Linked DNA regions of Gossypium hirsutum: regions 1 and 2 are each linked to region 3. The links are chromatin contacts, called in public Hi-C maps. All regions are on one chromosome and are shown on one strand. The core of a region is the stretch at or near the end of the contact, and the rest is flanking DNA. Distances in the headings are between cores, read along the strand shown. Region 1 holds the start of LOC107962871 (probable serine/threonine-protein kinase SIS8). Region 2 holds the start of LOC107897078 (CXXC motif containing zinc binding protein). Region 3 holds the start of LOC107897070 (probable beta-1,3-galactosyltransferase 12).

Evidence for each region. A called contact is a pair of places that touch in the nucleus more often than the background predicts.
Region 1: a contact with region 3 is called in a Hi-C map of hypocotyl, with 3 times the contacts expected there. The contact joins the promoter of LOC107962871 here to the promoter of LOC107897070 in region 3. A contact is called at or near these places in 3 of 34 Hi-C or Micro-C datasets (callus, hypocotyl and leaf).
Region 2: a contact with region 3 is called in a Hi-C map of leaf, with 1.9 times the contacts expected there. The contact joins the promoter of LOC107897078 here to the promoter of LOC107897070 in region 3. A contact is called at or near these places in 3 of 34 Hi-C or Micro-C datasets (all in leaf).

What each region holds. Positions count from the first base shown.
Region 1 is chrA06:31,338,093-31,340,952 of Gossypium_hirsutum_v2.1, forward strand. LOC107962871 (probable serine/threonine-protein kinase SIS8) reads right to left here and starts at 1,457. Exons shown (of 13, transcript XM_041115744.1): 1 at 894-1,457. The coding sequence starts at 1,274.
Region 2 is chrA06:31,952,366-31,955,133 of Gossypium_hirsutum_v2.1, forward strand. LOC107897078 (CXXC motif containing zinc binding protein) reads right to left here and starts at 1,422. Exons shown (of 4, transcript XM_016822415.2): 1 at 1,156-1,422; 2 at 404-511. The coding sequence starts at 1,257.
Region 3 is chrA06:31,668,139-31,671,064 of Gossypium_hirsutum_v2.1, forward strand. LOC107897070 (probable beta-1,3-galactosyltransferase 12) reads right to left here and starts at 1,384. Exons shown (of 7, transcript XM_016822406.2): 1 at 1-1,384. The coding sequence starts at 215.

The DNA of each region.
Region 1 (2,860 bases), core at 207-2,706, 330 kb before region 3:
CTAACATCAAGTAGTATTCATACAAGTATTCATATCCATATCCGCAGTTACTAAAAAACATTCTACCTTAATAATTGAACGAAAAAAAAAATAATTGTATTAACAGGAAAGGTAAAATTAATGCTCCCTGCTAATAGAACAAGAAACATACATGTAAAGTTACTTTATAGCAATAAACCATAAGGAAAAAGGCTTACCAATTAGCTATATTTAAAAAGGACTCTGGCATTATATAGCAGAGATTAAAAAACCCAAACCGCCATGCCTATAAGATAAAGGAAATTTTCATATAATAGAGACACAACCCGTAGCAGGCTAGTGAGCGGCAAATCTTCAAGTAGTAGAACGATGAGCAATTATCAGAGAAAAATCAATAAAAAACCAGAAAGGATGTACCATGCTACATTTAGCAAAACTTCAATTAATAGAAGTAGAAAGATTAATTGAGCTTCGACATGCAAACCAAAAGCATCTGTCAAAAGAAACAATAAAAAAGAAAGCTTTAACAAGTTTTTTTTTTATCAGAATCAATCAATGACTAATGAAAATGACGTGGAAAGCTAAGGATATCCAAAATTACTACCGGAAAGAGGAATTCTGGAAAAGTGATCCGCAGTTGAGGACTCCTCGTGTTTAAAATGCAAATGAAAATGAAAATGGAATCAAATAAATAAATAAATAAACATAGTAGCAATTTGTATAAGAAGGAAACATGAAATGCAATCAGAATTTATGAATAAAAGAAAACAAATGTCATAAGAAAAAAAAATCATAAATTATATAACACGTTTAGATATCATAACCAATTCAAACAAGAAATGCAATTTCGATAACCTAAAACTGAAAGATATAATAAAGTTTTTAAATATATAAAGTAAGAAAGAATATATTACCCAATAACGAAGCGAGAGTAACTCCACGAAAGTGCCGGCTCCGCTAAATCTTTTAGCAGCGTCGATATGAGCCGTCTCGGGATCCGAGGCACTGATCGCCAAAGCCAACTGCATCTGAAACTCTTCTTCCAATAAATTAAAATCCACCTCGTCACCAGCCGTCCGATCTCCCCCGGCCGATTCAACGGCCCCAATTCTCCCCAATGTACCTGAACCAACAGAAGACGCCGAAGAAGAAGAAAAGGAAGACGCCGTTTCTTGTCCCGTTGAATTCGTACTCGGACTTGAGCTGACCACGGGCTGCGTCTCCGTCAACCGTTGGTGCTCATTTAAACCGCCGCCGATATGGAGTTTCCTTAATAAATGCTTCATTTTCGGCATCGATCATCAACGGCGACTTTTTTCCCGTTCTCCGTTTCTTTTATAAATTTCTTTTTCTTTTTCCTTTTTTGAAAATTTGTTATTGTTTTTATTTTTTTTTAATTTCTTATTCTATTTCTATTATTCCATCTGCAGACTTAACCTACGCCCACTGGTTTAAAAGCATACTCGCTTAAGCTGCGCACTCTTCTCCGCTAAGCTACCCGTAATTGAAAAGACTTTTAAATTAACCGCTCACCCATTCCCTCCAACACACACACTCTCAAATTTAATAATTAATTAATCAATTAATTCTACTTCTTCTTCCCTTGATAGTACTATTTATACATAACCTTTTCCCCTCCATTTTTTATGTCTTGCTCTTTCAATTCTAAATGTAAAGCTTGAAATCCTCACCCATAAAATAATTATTTTTTTATATAATTTATTGTTGATTAAAATATATTGAAGAAAGAAATTGAAATTATCTGGGATTAAATCTAAATTCGTATATTTATAACATAATATTCTTGGGACTACCAAATCAAGAGATTGTTGACTAAATTTTTAAATATTATTATTTACAATTAAAATATAACATATCCATATTTAAACTAAAATATAAGATTAGTACTAATAAAATAACAATGATACCACATGTACAATAAATGAAATACCTATATTTAATTGAGAAGTGAAAAGCATATATATATATATATTACTTGCGAAACAATCCGTTCGTGCAACCTATCAATTACATACATGATCTATTTATTTATTTGTGAAAGGAAAGTTGAAGAATTATTACGATAAACAACCCTTTGACCTATGAACGGTTGATGGCTTAGCCAACCCAAAATAACAAATATATATTTTAAAAACCCAAGTTGAAGTTATGGTTTGAGAGTTTGAGAAGTTTCTAAGAAGGAACCTGTTCTTTGTAAATATTGCGACTTCACTTGAAGAACAAGTTTGGAAACAAAATGGCATGTGTCTCCACGCTTGGTCCCATATTTTTGTTTTAGGTTACGTTTAGGGGTGGCGCTATAAATTATTATTATTATTATTATTATTATTATTACAACAGTATATAAATTTTAATGTTTTTAAATAATACAAATTTTATTTTCAAAGTTACTAAATTAATTAAGTCAAATATGAGAACAAAAAACTTTAGAGACCAATCAATTGCATTTTTTTTCAATTTAACCCGTTTGCTTCTATCACAAACTTAATAAAAATAGACTAAAATAAGTAAATTTAATTAGTTGAATTATTATTTTGAAAGTTTTAAAAGTTAAGTGACTACAAAAGAAACTTAAGCATAATTGTGTGTCCTGTAATGAAGTTTATCCTAATATCTAATACAAGTAAATTTAGATATTCTAATTACTATTCGCAACAGATACAGTGTAAATAACAAATTCACTCTTGAGAATATTTAATGGATTGGAATATATAAATTCTTTAATTAATTCGAATTCAAACACACATGTATCCAACTATGATATTTGATTTAAGGGTAAATTATAAAATAGTCACTTTTGTTTATCTCATATTATATTTTAATCACTTATGTTTGAAATGTTATGTTTTAATCACTTACG
Region 2 (2,768 bases), core at 172-2,671, 280 kb after region 3:
TCTATATTAGATATCTGAATGGCGTAAAATGCAAGACAGGTCTATCTGAAAGAGCTTTCCTAATTACAGAATACAGGATAGGGAATCTCAAAAACAAGAATATGATTGGGGTAACTGTTGGCTATGTAGTCTTACCCTCTAATATTTACAGCAGGTTTCCTTTCTGCTAAACCAAAACCAGTATTACCATATGCAGCCCAAGTGAGAGGTTAGATTCAACTTGAATGAGCACTTTAAAAGAAATTCACTAAGTAGAACTCAGAGTATTACTTATAATAACTAGAATTTGTCTCTGTTGTCCCCCCTACGCTCTCAGCAAACAAACAAACCTAAATTCAACAGATCCTAATGAATTTCAACTGAAGCTAATGCATTTACTGGCAACACAAGCATATAATATTACCTTCTGAACAAGATTGGTGGTTCCCTTGCCTTGTAGAAGAGGAACAGTATCGCCCAAACTCACACATGTTTCCTTCTGACTCAACTCTCCACACCTCCCACACTTCAGCTGCAAATCCAAGATTTCAAATATTAGTGAAATAAGACCTTGACAAGCAAGGATATGCAGAAACAAGAGAAGATGACAGATGCTGCTAACTCTTAAGTACATAGGTGAAAGAAGAACAAGAAAAAGATACTAAAATCCAAAAAAAACAAAATCGGATCCGAATACTTAAGAAGAGGACATTCCAGCAAATTCATGAAAGGAATCAAAGAAATTTCAATTGCATAGCCATCTAAAAACGATATTTTTAGAAAAAGACCGAAGAACGATGTTGAAAACACATAAATGAAACAAGAAATCGATTCGAAATAAAATAAGAAGAGAAAATAATGGATAGATAAAGTCAATGCACGTCTATTCGCAGTTGATACAAAATAAGGCCAAAACAAGTAGCTAAAATAAATTCAAATTCAGCTAAAATAATGGATTGCCCATATCTATAAGCATTTATTCCCCAAAACAGGCTAAAATTCAATAACAGAAAAAAAAATCGACTCAAAAATCTGAAATTCGAAGTGAAACAAAGAATTAAACGGAGAACGTTCAGGATTCAAGCAACAATAAGAATAATAAATCAGCTGCAGCTGAGTTCAAAGGAAGAAAATCAAAGTCAAAAAGCAGGCGAAGAAACAGAAAGAGAGGGAGACCTTGAAGAGATAGGGAAAGGAAGGATCGTCACAGCCGCCCTGAGGCTGGAGGTTAGTGAGGTTTTCGAGGTCGGCAGAGATCTTCAGCATGAAATTCACCATTTTCGCTTATAATTTAGCAGCGTGGAACCTAAGCTTTCTCTTTCACTCTCTCTCTCACCGTTGCAGTGGGATTTGGATGACATGAAAAATGGGCCTGTGGAAGACAATCGGTTGTGGCTTGTTGGAATTCCAATCCTTTTAACATTCACCCAACCCCTGTATTTTTTATTCTAAAGGAAAGTTGGTTTAAATAATCATTCAATCCCTGTAGTTTTTAAACTCTAGAAATTTAGTTTCTAATAATTTAAACCCTCTATTAGTCTAATTTGAAATTTGAAGCTCCATTTATTATACTATTATAATTTTTTGTTAAATTTGAATTTGTGAGATATTTTAATATCAAAATTCTTATTTAAAATTAAAACCTAATCAATAATACAAACACGCATTGTGTAAAATTTTTCTTCACCCTAAAAACCCATTAGATAGATATTTTCCACCTCAATCAAGCTAAAGTGTCTTTATGGGTAAACCTAGTTGTTCATCACTTCTGCACGAAACTCTTTGAATTTATCAAAAGTTTCACTCTTGCGGTGCATAAGGTGTACATACCTATATCTAGAATAATCATCAATAAAGGTTACATAATACTCATAACCACTTCTTGCACTGACGCTCATGGGACTACGTACGTCAGTGTGCACAAGTTCTACAAGTTTTACAACCCTTATTCCTTTTGCATTAAAAGATCACTAAGTCATCTTACCTTCTAAGCAAGATTCACGTGGTGGAAGATCAACTTCTTTAAGCAAACTTAAGATGTCGTCTTTCACAAGTCTAGTTATTCTTTCTTAGTTAATATGATCAAGTCTCTAATGTCAAAGGTACGCCTCATTAGAGTGAGAAATTTTAAGTCTTTTATTTGTTATTTCAACCTCAAGCAGTGTGTACATCTTTATTTGATAAAATAGAGATTATTTGACATCCATCTATTATAGATAATATTGCAATTTCTAAATATTGCAATTCTATTATTAAAAGTCACGATCAAGCAGTCTCTATATAATCATACAACTAAAATTAAGTTTCTTTTGAAACTTGGTACATAAAAAAACGTCTTTTAAAATAATCTTTCTAAAATTATCAAAACAGATGTATACATCTCCCACTACTTCGGTTGCCACAATTGTCCTAGTTTTGGTATGCAATGATAAACTCTTATCTCTAAGATCTTTTGTCTCCTCAAACCCCTGTAGAGAAATACAAACATGATTTAAGGCTCCTGAATCAATGACTCAGTTGCCTATTGAGTCCTCCACTAAACAAGCTTCTATTATAAAAAGTTTCATGCATTTGCCTTTGGTAGTTAGATATTCCTTCCACTCTTTACAGTTAGCCTTGAAATGCCCTTTCTTACAGCAGATAAAGCATTTAAACTTAGATAAGTCTTTAGGCTTTCTAGTTCTCTTCCTTACCACTTGTGGTGGCACACAGACCTTAGCCTTGCCTTTCTCAGAGCGTTTTCCCTTTCCTTTTAAGGAAAAAGCTATAACTATATTTGCTTCTGCTCT
Region 3 (2,926 bases), core at 134-2,633:
TTGCGGCGGATGGCGGAGAGGGCGAAGAGGGTGCCGGCGAGACCGATGAGGAGGCAGAGGAGTGAAAAGACGAGAATGGGCCAAGGAATTCGAGTTGAGGAAAAGGCGGAAAAGGGCTTTGAGGGCTTGACGGGTTTGGCGGAGTAGAAGGAAGGAAGCGGAGCGGATCCCGCGGAACCGCTGGAGGCGGAGGAGCGGTGAGAGAAGAGGGGCATTTTAGTGAATTACGGGGAATGGGAGTGAGAAAATATAGTAAATTGGTAATGAAGAAAAAGATTTAACAGCAGTCAATCACTGAGTCGAAGAGTGGTGTACCTTTGTAGGGGAGCGAAATGAACCTTGAGAAATACTGCACTTGATATAATTTTTGGTAGTTGGATCTTTGTTTTTCTTTTTCATTTTTGCTCCTCTTTAAAGCTTCACCGGGCATGTTAAATCTGACTGTTTTTTCCTTGTGAAAATTAAAAACCCTTTATTGGATTCTTTCATTTCACATTCTCAAATTTGACTTTGTAACTCTGTACTTGGAGCATTTGCAACGTACATGTTTCCATCCGGAGGGATTACATTTGCTTTCTTTTAAGGGCCTTTTCCCCTCTCTCAATGAGAAAAAGTAATTGGAGTCAAATTCGGTCCATGCGAATGAGAGCAAAAGTTTCTAACAAATAATAAAAGCCAAAGCTTCAACCAATACAAAACAAAGGCCTTAATAGCCAATAAAGCTAATGCCCTAGTCAGGCAACCTAAGAGGATTCAACACTTGAATCAAAGGGAGCGAAGGTGGATTCAAGCCAATACAATGGTTGCCAACCCTTCCTTTCCTAGTGTTGGAAACGTTGCAAACTTGAAACAACAGATAGGTGGAACCTAAAAAAAGTTCATATAAAAACACAAGCCATCAAAGACTCCATGGGAAAAAAGTCATTATTGGCATAGCAAATGGACCAGTCTTCGCGTCCGAGCAAATTACACAATAAAAAAAATGAGGGGAAAGCAAGCGCCACATATAAAGTCTCCACGAGAAAGGTAAAGGCTTATACCGAAGCCAAACATTATTATTTCGAATAACGATCTCCATCACATGGAAAACCTGGCCGATAGACTGAATTACAAGGGCGACAAAGTAGGGGTGGTGATGGACTACTTAACCGCCAAACGACTGGTTGCGATAGAGGATTTTCTTTGATAAAAAATGGGTTGTTGACGCTGGTCAATGAGATTGCTAGTGGTGGAGATGAAAAGCAGAAGGAGAAGGGGTTATGGATGATTTTTTACGACAATTCGAAGGTCAGAGGATGAAATCAGAGTGGTTTTTGATACCTTGTACGACGAAAGGGGTGGATAAAAAGCCAACCAACGGTGCAAGAGCTTAATCCATATATTTTTAGTACGGTAGCAAAGTTCTTAACCCTTAAAACTCTTTCCAAGATTAAAACCATTTATTGCTGTCTTTTTTTCAGTTTTTCATTGCTTTTTCTATTGAATCTTTCCCATTTTTATACTGTATAAATACTTTGGTTTTTTATTTGAAAAATATCTCAAGGTTTTAGCTTAGCCATTTTTTTGTACTAATTACATTGTAATCTACAAACAACTCTTGTATTCATAAGCACTCAAGCCTTCTTATATTTCTCATAAAAATATTTTTCTTTATTTTTTTATTTTTTTTCAGACACTAAATGACGTTAATTATAGCATGGATTGTATCAAACGCAATGAAAGAATATAAATTGATACCAGAAATGAATGCACATTGTCCATTATCAGTAAAATCATAAAGTGAAAAACATAAGTATATTCTTTTATATGTAATATATATTCAAGCGAAATAATTCATTAACTATAATTTTAAAATGGTTAAATGCATAAGAGTCAAAATTTTCAAATTGTTCATGTAAAGGCCTAACTTTTACAGAATTACTACCTTTTAAAGTGCTCAAATAAGAATATAATTACTATCAATATTTATTTGATCTATAGATTACGAAGTTGAAAAGTGTAAAATATGTTAAATATGATGTGAATAACAAATTGTTTATCCAGGGTAGAATAATTTCACTCTTATTAACACATTGCTTATCCGGGGAAGAATTCTCAGTTATAGAACAATAGTATTATTTTTATTTAATTGTGTATGAAAATAGTTTTTTTTTTTTTTTACTTTTCATATTTAGTCACATTTTTTTTTCATTTGATCACTAAAATAAAGTTATTGTTGTTGTTAACCATATACAAAGATAAAGGTTAATTATGAATAGATAAGTTATAACCGCATTGCATTCTTATTATAAAGACTTTTGCTTTCATGATTAAATTAACCCATCAAGACTTCAAATCTTCATTTTTGGACAAAAAAAAACATAGTTATTAATTTACTCTTGATTAATTAGGATTCTTAAGAATTTGTTTTGTTATAATTAGTTATAGCATAATTATGATTAAAACATTCAACCAATAGTTGAGTTAAAATTTTCATTTTGATTATATAAATTTAAAAAATATATTATTGAAATATTTTTTCAACGAAAATTTGAAATTTACATGCATGTTCTTTAATATTTTAAATATATGTATATGGAAAATAATTTTAAAAAATTTAAGTAAAATTATAAAAATAGAACTGATACGTCTTTAACAATTGGTTTTAAAAATTATGGACTAATTGCATAATTTAAAAGTAAGGTAAAAGTGTTTGTCAAATTCCTTTATTATATAGTACAGTAGAGGGCTAATTTATTGTGGTCTCTATAATAGAGGGATCTGCTTAAATTAATTAGGTACAAGAATTATGGAATAAAATTTTTTTTATTTTTACTATAATTATTGGTTTCTATACCATGTATATTGCCTATGGGTCGGGTGGCTTGACAGAGCATAGTTTGAGAATGGAGTTTATTATTATTATTATTATTATTATTTCCCAACT